Regions from separate parts of the Pan troglodytes genome. Here region 2 is linked to region 1. A link is a contact called in public Hi-C data. All regions are on one chromosome and are shown on one strand. Each heading gives the region's core, a stretch centred on a gene start, on an enhancer-like site or on the middle of the called end of the contact. The rest is flanking DNA. Distances are from core to core; before and after follow the strand shown.

The links. Hi-C and Micro-C count contacts between places; a contact is called where the count stands out from the background.
Region 2: a Hi-C map of induced pluripotent stem cells shows a contact between it and region 1, with 1.7 times the contacts expected there. The contact joins the promoter of ARMC7 here to the promoter of HID1 in region 1. A contact is called at or near these places in 1 of 7 Hi-C or Micro-C datasets (induced pluripotent stem cells) and 1 of 1 other capture datasets (stem cell-derived neural stem cells).

Annotation. Positions count from the first base shown.
Region 1 is chr19:87,963,820-87,970,021 of NHGRI_mPanTro3-v2.0_pri, forward strand. It overlaps HID1 (HID1 domain containing), which reads right to left and starts at 2,760. Exons shown (of 19, transcript XM_511668.8): 1 at 2,572-2,760. The coding sequence starts at 2,637.
Region 2 is chr19:88,102,414-88,108,464 of NHGRI_mPanTro3-v2.0_pri, forward strand. ARMC7 (armadillo repeat containing 7) reads left to right here and starts at 2,888. Exons shown (of 3, transcript XM_016932915.4): 1 at 2,888-3,349; 2 at 3,433-3,576. The coding sequence starts at 3,259.

The sequences.
Region 1 (6,202 bases), core at 1,510-4,009:
TGCCTCAGCCTCCCGAGTAGCTGGGAATACAGGCATGTGCCACCACGCCTGGCTAATTTTTGTATTTTTAGTAGAGACGAGGTTTCTCCATGTCGGTCAGGCTGGTCTCAAACTCCTGACCTCAGGTGATCCTCCCACCTCGGCCTCCCAAAGTGCTGGGATTACAGGCATGAGCCACCACACCCGGCCCAAAATCAGATATTCTTAACCCAGCTTTTCCAGGCCCCTGCTCAGACTAGACCCCCACTCAGACCTGGGGGAGCAGTTGTATCTTTTGACTCTCAGGGTGTGCAGGGGGAAGGTCCCCTAGTCCTCAAGCCTGCTAAGCCTGCTCTAGAGGACTGTGTCACCATGCATTCCCATGCACATACATGTATACACATGTAAATATGCACCCGCCAGGTTCATCTGGCCTGCAGCAGAGAATTCCAAACAGGCGGGATCTGGGAGAGGGTTCCAGGTCTGGGACTGTCTCCTTCCAGAGCCCCACCTACTATGAGGAAGCACCAGGAAACACAGCCAAAGCGGCTGGCTCTCAGGACCAGGGTCAGGCCTGACCCAGGACTGGACCATGGGGCAGGAAGAAAACAGGATGCAGGGCAGGAAGGCAAGGAAGGTGGAGCAGCAGGGATACAGGCCCAGGCCACAGGAAAAGGGGCTAGTTCTGCCTGTCTACTGCCCAAGCCACACCCTGTAAGAGCCTGGAACCACATATCATCCTATGGACAACTGGCCTGAATCTCCTTGGGGACTCCAAGTGGTAAGATCAGTGATGATCATCTGAGTTCTGATCCTCACACCCAAGCTACCGAAGTCAGGTCACTTACACAGAGTCCAAGGCTTCAGCCGCTGAAGGCCTCTCCCCCCGGGCAGCCCAGGCCCCCGTCCACCTACAGGACCCAGTGCTCTCCAGAAGGCTGGTCTGATCTCCAGCCTATCCAGGTTCTATTCCAAGCCTACTCAGTGTCCTCAGCTGGGAAACAGAACAGCACCATCTCAAGTGGCCCATCATAGGGCTGTAGCCAGGGAAAGACAGAGGGACACAGTATTTTGGGGAAAAGGCCTGAGCAGGTAGGAATCTAGGCCACTCCAGAGCCTTTGGTACTCTGCTGAGCTGGCCCCACTGGCCTGGCAAAGGACCCCAGCTGCTGAGCCCACAGTGCAATCCTCCAACAAGGTGTTTCTTCCCCAGGCAGGTAAACATGGGAGCCTCCCTTCCTCCCTGCCTCCCCACTCCTCTCCCTGCAGCCCTACACTGAGGGGCTAGCCCACTTGCCACCTTCCCTGCCACCCACAGAACGAAAACCCCATCCTAAAAAAGCCAAGCTCCAGAACGACCCAGGAGCCGTGGGGAATGGAGAGAAGTGCGGTCTGGTTTCTATCAAGAGCCTTTCAGCCGGGGTTGGACTCTCCAGAGGCCCTGGGCATTTGCCGCAAATTTGACCCTTCCAGGGTGGGGAAAGGGGTGAGGGAGCAAGGTCTGGCCCCTGGAACTGTGACCAGCTGGCTGTGGGAGATGGCTTCCTCCATCCCACTCTAACCTCCAGCAGCAAGAGAGAGCCCTGGAGAGCAGGAGGTGGGGGGGTCAGGAAAGAGGAAGATCCCAGATGGCAGCAGGTCCTGTGTCCCCTGAAAATGGGGGACCTGGAGAGTCAGGGCCGAGCATCTCTGTGGCCACGGTGGCCTGATTCAAAAAGCCAGGAGAGAAGGGGTGGGCAGAGAAGCAGTCTTGCTGGGGCCAGGTGGTATAAGGAGGTGGCTATTGGGCCACTTGTGGACTCACAGGAGAGTTATGAGCATGGACTAGACTGGAGGGTCCTTAGGCCCCTCACCAGCTGACTGAGGGTCATCCTGCCGGTCCCCATCCCTGAGCCAGAGAACAGAGCACACAGGCTAACAGCCTTTCCCTCGCAGGGCCTCGGGGAAGGCCCCTGGAGAGGTCCCCAGCTGGGAGCTGTGCTCAGTAGGCCTGGGGACAGGGCCCCTCACCAGGCTGCCTCGCTGCCCGCCACTCTTTGCGTGTTCCCAGGAAGACCTGGGCCTTCCCTGCCCACGGGCATCGACCAGGGCCCAGCGAGGCCGCTGCCGCGCACACCAGCTGTTTCTCCGACCCGGGCGGACGCCAGCCAGGCTTTGTTTGCATTGAGTCAACAGGGACTGTGCGTCCGGGACCCGCGGGCAATGAGGGGCAGGGAGGGGAGCGGACGGTGGATGGGTGGGTGGGGGCGGCGGGAGGCTGGAGATGCGAAGCTGGGGACGCCGCGGGGCGGGACAGGGGGCGGACAGCTGTGTCGCCGGCTCGGGGAGTAGGCACACGTCAGCCTAAGGTGGCAGCAGCGGCTTCGGGGAGAGGGGTGTTCCCAGGAGAGGAGGCTGAGGGTGGGGGACTAGGGCCAGGGGATGGAGCTTCCAGGTACAGGCCGCGGGGTCCCGTACCGGCGCTGGCCTTGGCGTTACGCTCGGGGCCCGCCCGTCCCCCCATCTCCCGGCGAGCCAAGTTCGCGTACCCCCGGCCCTGCCCAGCCCCCAGCCCGGCAGGTGGATGGGGACGCCGGGGCCCCCGTGGCGCACCTGCGTCTTGGTGGTGAGCTGGATCACCGCCTTCCGGAAGTTCAGCTTGGAGTCGGTCGACCCCATGTCTCTGGAGCCCGCTCCGGCCCAGCCCCCGCCCAGACTCCAGCCCGGCTCCGGCTTCAGCTCCGGCTCCAGCTCCGCGGCCCCCGCGGCTCTCGCAGGAGACAAGCGGCGCGCCCCGCCCCCGGCCCTCGTCGGCCCCGCCCCGACAGGCCCCGCCCCCGCGTGGCTCCGCCTCCTGCACCTGCCGCGCCCGCCGCCGAAGACCCGCGGAGTCCGCGGTTCCAACCCAGCACCGCCGCACGCCGGGCGCCTTCTCAGGTCCCACCCGGAGCCTCGACGCTCTTCCTTCTGCGTCGGAGCATTGTACCCGCCTCCGCTGCTACCACGCAGTCCCCAGGGCCCAAAACCCTCCTCGCAGCTCGTCCCCCGCCCCGGTCCTCACCCTTCATCCCCGCTCCGGCCCCTGGCCCACGTCTCAGCTGGCCCTCTCCATCCCACTTTCCTCCTTCTCAGTCTATCTTTCCCATTCATGTTTTCTGAGCATCCACTCTCTTGGTTCTCCCTTTTTCTGACCTGTCAAACCCACGTGTTCAGACAGTCCCGCAGGCCCTCGGTTATGAGGGAGGGAGGCGCTGACTCAGTTTCCATACTCCAGGAAAGCAGCTCCTCGCCTTGATGAGCGCAAGAGTCCCTCGCGGTCCCGACCCCTCTCTAGCCACCAGATTCCCAGAGAATCCTTTGAGATTCATCCATTTCAACAAATGTGCTGAGGGTCTGGTATTTGCCAACTCTGTGTCATGGACGGACACAGCGGACATAAGTAGTACAGCCTGCTCTTTATGGCTAGCAGCTAGGGAGAGGGATAAGGAAAGAAGCGGCCAGGGTACAGCCAAATAAGCCTGTAATAGAGGCAGATTAATCATCAAAACAAGGCCGGGTGCGGTGGCTAACGCCTGTAATCCCAACACTTTGGGAGGCCGAGGCAGGCGGATCACGAGGTCAGGAGTTCGAGACCAGCCTGGCCAACAGGTGAAACCCCGTCTCTACTAAAAATACAAAAATTAGCTGGGCGTAGTGGCGCACGCCTGTAATCCCAGCTACTCTGGAGGCTGAAGTAGCAGAATTGCTTAAACCTGGGAGGCAAAGGTTGCAATGAGCCGAGATCACGCCACTGCACTCCAGCCTGGGCGACAGAGCAAGACTCCATCTCGGGGGGAAAAAAAAATCAAAACAAGACGACAATGACGATATCTCTAATAGCTACTTCTGAGGTATTATTTTATCCCCATTTTACACTTGGGGAAAATGAGGCTTAAAGCAATTACTTGCCCAAAGCCACACAGGTAGTAAGGAGCTCATCCAAATGTGGCTGCGCTTTTTCCACAACATCATTTTGCAAGCTATGTCTGGAAGCTTCTGGAAATCTTGGATGCTTTTTTATTTTTTATTTTTTGAGCTGGAGTTTCGCTCTGTCGCCCACCCAGGCTGGAGTGCAGTGGCACAATCTCAGCTCACTGCAACCTCCACCTCCTGGGTTCAAGCAATTCTCTTGCCTCAGCCGCCCGAGTAGCTGGGACTACAGGGGCCCGCCACCACCCCCAGCTAATTTTTTTGTATTTTTAGTAGAGATAGAGTTTTGCTATGTTGTCCAGGCTGGTCTTGAACTCCTGACCTCAAATGATCCGCCTGCCTCAGCCTCCCAAAGTGCTGGGATTACAGGTGTGAGCCACCATGCCCAGCCCTATTATTTATTTATTTATTCATTCATTCATTCATGCATGCATTCATTTTACAGACGAGGTTTCACTCTGTTGCCCATGCTGGAGTGCAGTAGTGCAATCATAGCTCATTGCAGCCTCGAATGCTGGGGCTCAAGCAATCCTCCTGCCTCAGTCTGCTGAGTAGTTAGGACTACAGGTGCACACCACCATGCCCAGCTAATTTTTTTTTCATTTTTTGTATAGACAGGATCTTGCTACATTGCCCAAGCTAATCCCCAACTCCTGGCCTCAAGGGATCCTCCCACCTCAGCCTCCCGAAGTGCTGGGATTACAGATGTAAGCCACCATGCCTGGCCCCTAGATGCTTCAAAAGGATGTGACATTCACTTAAAGAGGAATTCTACAGGTGAAAAATGAGGGGCACGCCATCTGGGAGCAAAAGTGTGGCAGGGTGGAGCGGGTGTGGAGGGAAAGAGGAGTGCGAAGGGTGTTGCCATTTCACTGAACAAACAAACTCCACAGGACAATGATAGGGTAGCTCTAGCCTTTCTCCAGAGGTGGGTTTTCCCCGCCCTGGGCAAAATCCTTGGCAGGTTTCATGGCTTTTCTAATCATTCCAAGATAATGAATGAATAGTTCCTTTATTTGGCATTAAAAAAAAAATCCAGTCTATTCTACAAATCACTCAACCGCATTCCAGGCCAGAGTGACATTAAAAACTCTCAATCATAATCATTAGGGAAATGCAAATTGAAACCGCAGTAAGATAACACTACATAGCTAGCACAATGACTTTCAAAAACTGGCAACATGCTAACAGTTTATTTCTTTATTTATTTTTAGTTTTTTGAGACAGGGTCTCCCTCTGTCATTCAGACTGTGCAGTGGCATGATCACAGCTCATTGCACCCTCTACCTCCAAGGCTCAAGCAATCCTCCCACCTCAGCCTCCCAAGTAGCTGGCACTACAGGTGCACACCATGACGCCCGGCTAATTTTGTATTTTTTGTACAGATGGGGTTTTGCCATGTGGCCCAGGTGGTCTCAAACTCCTGAGCTCAAGCGACCCTCCTGCCTGGGCCTCCCAAAGCATTGGGATTACAAGCAGGAGCCACCGTGCTCAGCCTTCAAAAAGAAGAAAAAATAATAAAGGCAAGTGAAGGTATGAAGAAGGAGGAGGAGAAGAAGGAGAAGAAAAGAATTGAGAACTCTTGCTAACCAGCCACTCCAGGTGAAATTTTGACCCCTTTGGTCTTGCCCATCACTCAGAGCCATTTCTGTGGTTTGCAACCAGGAACTCCAAGTGACATGGAAATATTACTGGATTTAATTGAGTCCACCCTCACCTAGCCTCAGGGGGTCTTCTACCACTCAGATGGGCATTCTCCTCCGTAGATCATCTTTTTTTTTTTTTTTTTTTTGAGACGGAGTCTCGCTCTGTCACCCAGCCTGGAGTGCAACGGTGCAACCTTGGCTCACTGCAACCTCCACCACCCAGGTTCAAGCAATTCTCCTGCCTCGGCTTCCCAAGTGGCTGGGACTACAGGCACATGCCACCATGCCCGGCTAATTTTTTTGTATTTTTAGTAGAGACGGAGTTTCACCGTGTTGGCCAGGATGGTCTCAATCTCCTGACCTTGTGATCCACCCCCCTCAGCCTCCCAAAGTGCTGGGATTATAGGCGTGAGCCACCACGCCCGGCCCTTAGATCATCTTAATGCCAGGAAATCTTACAAGGTCTCTGTGCATTCACCCCACCACGGCATGGAAAAAAACATAACATTGTCCTGAGGAACTTGACCACTAACATATCTAAGTGGAAAAATACCCACTCATCCCTGACCGTTATTTACATTCTCTAAGTTAAGCTTAACATCCTCCCTAGTTCCACCAGTAATTATGTT
Region 2 (6,051 bases), core at 1,638-4,137, 140 kb after region 1:
TGTGGTGGATCATGCCTGTAATCCCAACACTTTGGAAGGCCAAGATGGGAGAATCACTTGAGAGGCCACCCTGGGCCACATAAGGAGACCTCCATCTCTACAAAAAATTTAAAACTTAGCTGGACATGGTGGCACAGGCCTGTAGTCCAAGCCACTCAGGAGGCAGAGGTGGGAGGATCCCTTGAGCCAAGAAGTTCAAGGTTGCAGTAAGCTGTGATCACACCACTGCACTCCAGCCTGGGTGACAGAGACCTTGTCCCCCCCTTCCCAAAAAAAAAAAAGGTATCAATGAATGTTCTGCATAGGAAACTTCCATCTCACCTGCTCCTAGGCAAGAATAGCAATCATCTCTGGGCAGAATTCCTTCAATAAATATTTATTGAGTATCTACTGTGTGCCAGAGACTGGGCAGAGGTAAGACCTACCAAGGGCTGAGAATTCCACCCCAAGGAGGGCCCCTCCCTGAGGCCTTAAGAAGGAGAAGACTGGCTGGGTGCGGTGGCTCATGCCTGTAATCCCAGCACTTTGGGAGGCTGAGACAGGTGGATCACGAGGTCAAGATATCGAGACCATCCTGGCTAACAAGGTGAAACCCCGTCTCTGCTAAAAATACAAAAATTAGGCCGGGCGCGGTGGCTCACGCCTGTAATCCCAGCACTTTGGGAGGCCAAGGCGGGTGGATCACAAGGTCAGGAGATCGAGACCATCCTGGCTAACACGGTGAAACCTCGTCTCTATTAAAAATACAAAACATTAGCCGGGCGTCGTGGCGGGTGCCTGTAGTCCCAGCTATTCAGGAGGCTGAGGCAGGAGAATGGCGTGAACCTGGGAGGCGGAGCTTTCAGTGAGCCGAGATCGCACCACTGCACTCCAACCCGGGTGACAGAGCGAGACACTGTCTCAGAAAAAAAATACAAAAATTAGCTGGGTGCAGTGGTGCGTGCCTGTAATCCCAGCTACTCGGGAGGCTGAGGCAGGAGAATCACTTGAATCTGGGAGGCGGAGGTTGTAGTGAGCCGAGATCGCACCACTGTACTCCAGCCTGGCGACAGAGCAAGACTCCATCTCAAAAAGAAAAAAAGGGAGAAGACCAATGAGGGAAGATGGGGTGGCCCATCTGATTCTGCAATCCCCATCTAGCTGATTGCCTGCGAACCTCTAGAGAAGGTCTGAGGCAGTTCCTGGGCAGGGAGGGATGGAGCTGACTTCCATCCTCCCTGTTTCTGGGCTCCTATTTGCTGCTCTATCCAGCAAGAGGCAGAGAAACCCCTTGGGCACCTAGGGGCAAGATGGACTTCCCAGGCTGCAGAGGCTCCCAACAGAAGCCAAAGGGCTTTGGTGAGGGTCCTGGGGCCTAGGTACCCAGACTAAGAAACTCCTGCGTCAGAGGGTGTACACAGGGCAGGGGCTGACCACAAGGACCTGAAACCTCAGAGGTGAGGCCTGCTTCCAATGGGGCTGCAGCTGGCTGGAGTGTGACGGCCACTCTGCCTTCATCCGGGCCCAGGGCTTAAAATAATGGTCCTTGCCTTTGTCAACCTAAATAACAGAGAGGCTCTCTCAAAGAAAATGATACCTATTTGGGCATAGGGCATTGCAATGGTAGTATCCATGCCATAGTAAACTATATGGGTATTCAGGGAGGTAAAGGAAGACAGGCTTTAAGGGAAAAAATAGGATTACATAATTGTTTTGAAATATTTATCCTTAGGTAGAAGGATTAATAACAAGGGTGACCACTCAAGGTTGGACAAGCGGTTGCTGGGCAGATGGCCATTCAAAAGTATGTTTTGTGCAAGGTTGTGACGCCCTTTGTGCAAGGTTGTGGTTTTTGCAGAGTCTTTGTGATAGTTTTCATTATCAGGTATTTATGCACGAGAACCCTCTTGTCATGGGTTTCTTGGGCTGTGTCCGGGTTTTTTTGTTCTGTTTTTTAACACAAGTGACTCCATTTAGATTAACAACTTTTGCACTCTCAGGACACTCACAGCCTAAGCCACCTCTACCCCTACGTTGTCAAATGCGATGGGAGTGTGGCTAGACCACCTCCTTCCCTGGTGCTTTGTTCCCTGTAACCACGAGCAATCTATCACACACCCGCTTCCTGATAATCGAGAAGGAATCGGCCGAAGGGCTTCAGCATCCAGAAAGCCCCGAAAGCGCCACAATCAAGGCTCCTCCTCGGGCTCCCCCGTGCTGCCCCGGGCGCGCGCCATCCACCCGGCTGACAAAAAGCACCAGGACATGACCCAGTACCCTTTGATTTCTGTCCAGAGGTGGCGGACCCACCTCGGGGCTGGGATGGAGGGCGGGTCGGGGTCGCTAGGCTTTTTGCAAAAGGGGCAAAGGACTGATGGGGGGCGTAAGGAGCTGACGCCCGCGCTCCAAAGGGGCGTCCTGGTCAAGGAGGATGGGCCGCGCCCCCGCCAGCCGTGGGGACCCTGGAGGTGCTTCTGCCTCGACGTCCTCCAACATGGGTGCTGCCAGACTCTGCTGCGCTCCTGAGTTGCTCCTCGCGGAATTCCAGCTACCCGACATGGGTGTCACATTTTCGGCTTCTGGGCCATGTCGGGACGGCGGGAGGACCCCGGGGGACCGGCGGGAGAGTGGGAAAGGTGGGGCGGGAAAGCCGAGCGAGGCCCTCACCCGCCCATCTGTTGGCGGGGGCGGCAAGTGGGTTTCTTTCTTGCGTTCAGATTTTGCAGTAATTTGCATCTGGACATGGGATACGGGAGGCCAGGCTGCTCCTCGCAGTACACCCACCCACGCCTGCACCTGCCTCAGCGAAGCCGCTCGCCGCTGGTTCCAGCACAGGCTAAAGAGCTTCGGTATCCAGAAAACCAGAAGCGCGCCGCGCACGCGCGCCAAGGAGTTCGGCGACGGCCCCGCCCCTCGCCTGCCTCGTCCCGCCCCTTCGGGGATAGGGACAGCGCGGCTTCCGCCGGGAGCCCGGAACCGAGCCGGGGACGGTGCGCCAGTGCCCCTCCGCGAGCCCCAACCCGTAGACGGTTCCCTCCCGCGCCCCAATTTCGATTTTCAAACGCAACTCCTACAGGATTCTGAGACCCCGTCCCATCTCCCATATCCCATTTCCAGCTGCAAATTACTGCAGAATCTGAACCCAGGAAAGAAACCCATTTGCCGACCCCCTCTTCCCTCTCCAGACAGGTGGAGAGCGGGTGAGGGTCTCGCTCGGCTTTCCCCCTGCACCTTTCCCACCCTCCCGCCCGTCCCTGGGGGTCCTCCGTCACCGCGGCCATGGCCCAGAAGCCGAAGGTGGACCCCCACGTCGGGCGGCTGGGATACCTGCAGGCGCTGGTCACGGAATTCCAGGAGACCCAAAGCCAAGGTGAGAGCCACGGTGGGATCAGGTGGCAGGGTCCGCTGTGACCGCCGCCCGGACCTGGCTTCAGTGCCGCTTTCCCGTTGCAGACGCCAAGGAGCAAGTCCTCGCCAACCTCGCCAACTTCGCTTATGACCCCAGCAACTACGAGTATCTGCGGCAGCTGCAGGTCCTGGATTTATTTCTCGATTCGCTGTCGGAGGAGAATGAGACCCTGGTGGAGTTTGCTATTGGTAAGGGCGGGGCCCGTTCCCTAGATGCCTAAATGGGCCAGGGTGAGATAAGTGAATTAGAAGTGAGTCCTTGGGGCCGGGCGTGGTGGCTCACACCTGTAATCCCAGCAGTTTGGGAAGCTAAGGCGGGCGGATCACCTGAGGTCAAGAGTTCGAGACCAGCCTGGCCCACATGGCGAAACCCCGTCTCGTACAAAAATTAGCTAGACGTGGTGGCGAGTGCCTGTAATCCCAGCTACTAGCGAGCCTGAGGCAGGAGAAGCTTGAACCCAGGAGGCGAATGTTGCAGTGAGCTGAGATCGTGCCACTGCACCACAGCCTCGGGGACAAGAGTGAGACCCCGTCTCAAAAAAAAAAAAAAAAAAGCCGCACACAGTGGTGTGCACCTGTAGGCCCAGCTACTCTGGAGGCTGAAGCAGGAGGTATTGCTTGAGTCTGGGAGGCAGAGGCCGAAGTGAGCTGAGATTGTGCTACTGCACTCCAGCCTGGGCGACAGAGTGAGACCATGTCTCAAAAAAATATGTTTTAAAAAGAGCAGTTTTGTAGCCGGGCGCGGTGGCACACACCTGTAATACCAGCACCAGCACTTTGGGAGGCTGAGGTGGGCGGATCACCTGAGGTCAGGAGTTCAAGATCAGCCTGGCCAACATGGTGAAACCCCATCTCTAACTAAAAATACAAAAATTAGCCGGGCATGGTGGTGGGCGCCTGTAATCCCAGCTACTTGGGAGGCTGAGGCAGGAGAATCGCTTGAACCCGGTAGGCAGAGGTTGTAGTGAGCCAAGATGGCACCACCGCACCCCAGCCTGGGCAACAGCGAGACTCTGTCTCAAAAAAAAAGCAATTTCAGGCCGGTGAGGTGGCTCACACCTTTAATCTCAGCACTTTGGGAGGCCGAAGCAGGGAGATCACTTGAGTTCTGGAGTTCAAGACCAGCCTGGGCAACATGACAAAACCCCATCTCTGCTTTAAAAAAAAAAAAAAAAAAAATTAGTCTGGCGTGGTGTCCCAGCTACTCAGGAGGCTGAGGTGGGAGGATTGCTTAAGCCTGGGAGGTCAAGGCTGCAGTGAGCTGGGATTGGGCCACTGTACTCCAGCCTGGGTGACAAAACGAGAATCTGTCTCAAAAACAAAAATAACTCATATTTAGTGTTTTCATATCAAGAGAAGCAGAGATGGCTTGCAGTCTGTAACTTATGGCTTTTGTCGTTGTTATGATCTTAAGACCTATTGAGTTATTCACTGGGTAGATATTTATTGCGCATGTGCCGTATATGCAAGCTACTGCTCTAAATGCTGGAGTATGGTGAACAGCTTAGGGAAAGGTCTTTGCCCCTCAGGAGCTTACATTCTATTAGGGGGGACAGGTGGTTAGCAAACAAAAAAGATGATGCTCAGAAGGAAGTAAATGGGGTGATGAGAGACAGCAGTGGAAGGTGGGGGTTACTTCAGTTTTGGCCATCATGAGAAAGGCATTTTAGCTGGGACACAGCATGGGCAAAGGCCTTAAAACAGGAAGGAGCCAGACGGAAGGCTGATGTGGGAGGATCGTTGCAGTGAAGTGGAGAATGGCACAAAAAGAATTTAGAGAGTTCAGTGGCACCAGAGCTTGCAGGAGCTTAGATCTAGGCCGTGGGAAATAGTTTGAAGCAAACAAAATTTTGAGAACAAACAAAAATTCCTTTTTCAAGCAATGCACAGTGCCCACCTGTAGTCCCAGATACTCAGGAGGATCGCTTGAGCCCAGGAATTTGAGGCTGTAGTGTGTGTGATTGCACGATTGCACCTGTGAATGGCCACTGCACTGCAGCCTGGCCAACACGCGCGTAGTCACCTGGCTGAAGTCTTGTCAGGCTTCTCCACTGTAAAATTACTCTTTCTTTCCCCTCTTTACGTATTATACCCATTGGAAGGAAGTCACTACATAAATTATCTTAAATCTCTCTTTTTATTCTCTTTTTCTTTTCTTCTTTTTTTTTTTTTTTTTTGAGATAGGGTCTCACTCTGTCACTTAAGCTGGAGTGCAGTGGTGTGATCATAGCTCACCATAAACTTGAACTCCTGGGCTCAAGCAGTCTTCCTGCCTTAGCCTCCCGAGTAGCTGTGACTACAGGTGTGCACCACCATGCCCAGCTAATTTTTTTTTTTTTTTAATTTTTTGTTGTGACAGGATCTCACTGTGTTGCCCAGACTGGTCTCGAACTCCTGGCCCCAAGAAATAAATCCCTTGTAACCCTAAACAGACCCTCATTTCATAACACTGATTCTTGAAGGCCCCAACCAGGAATGCAAATGTTCCCCCTTCCGGTTTGTCTCATTGCCTCTTTGTGGTTTCTTTATCCCCTTTATTTCCTATAATCCAGAAATTGGGTTGAATGTCTTGATAGGATCAAATAACACATTTTTTATTTTATTTTATTTTATTTCATTTCATTTTATTTTTTGAGATGGAGTCTTGCTCTGTCGCCCAGGCTG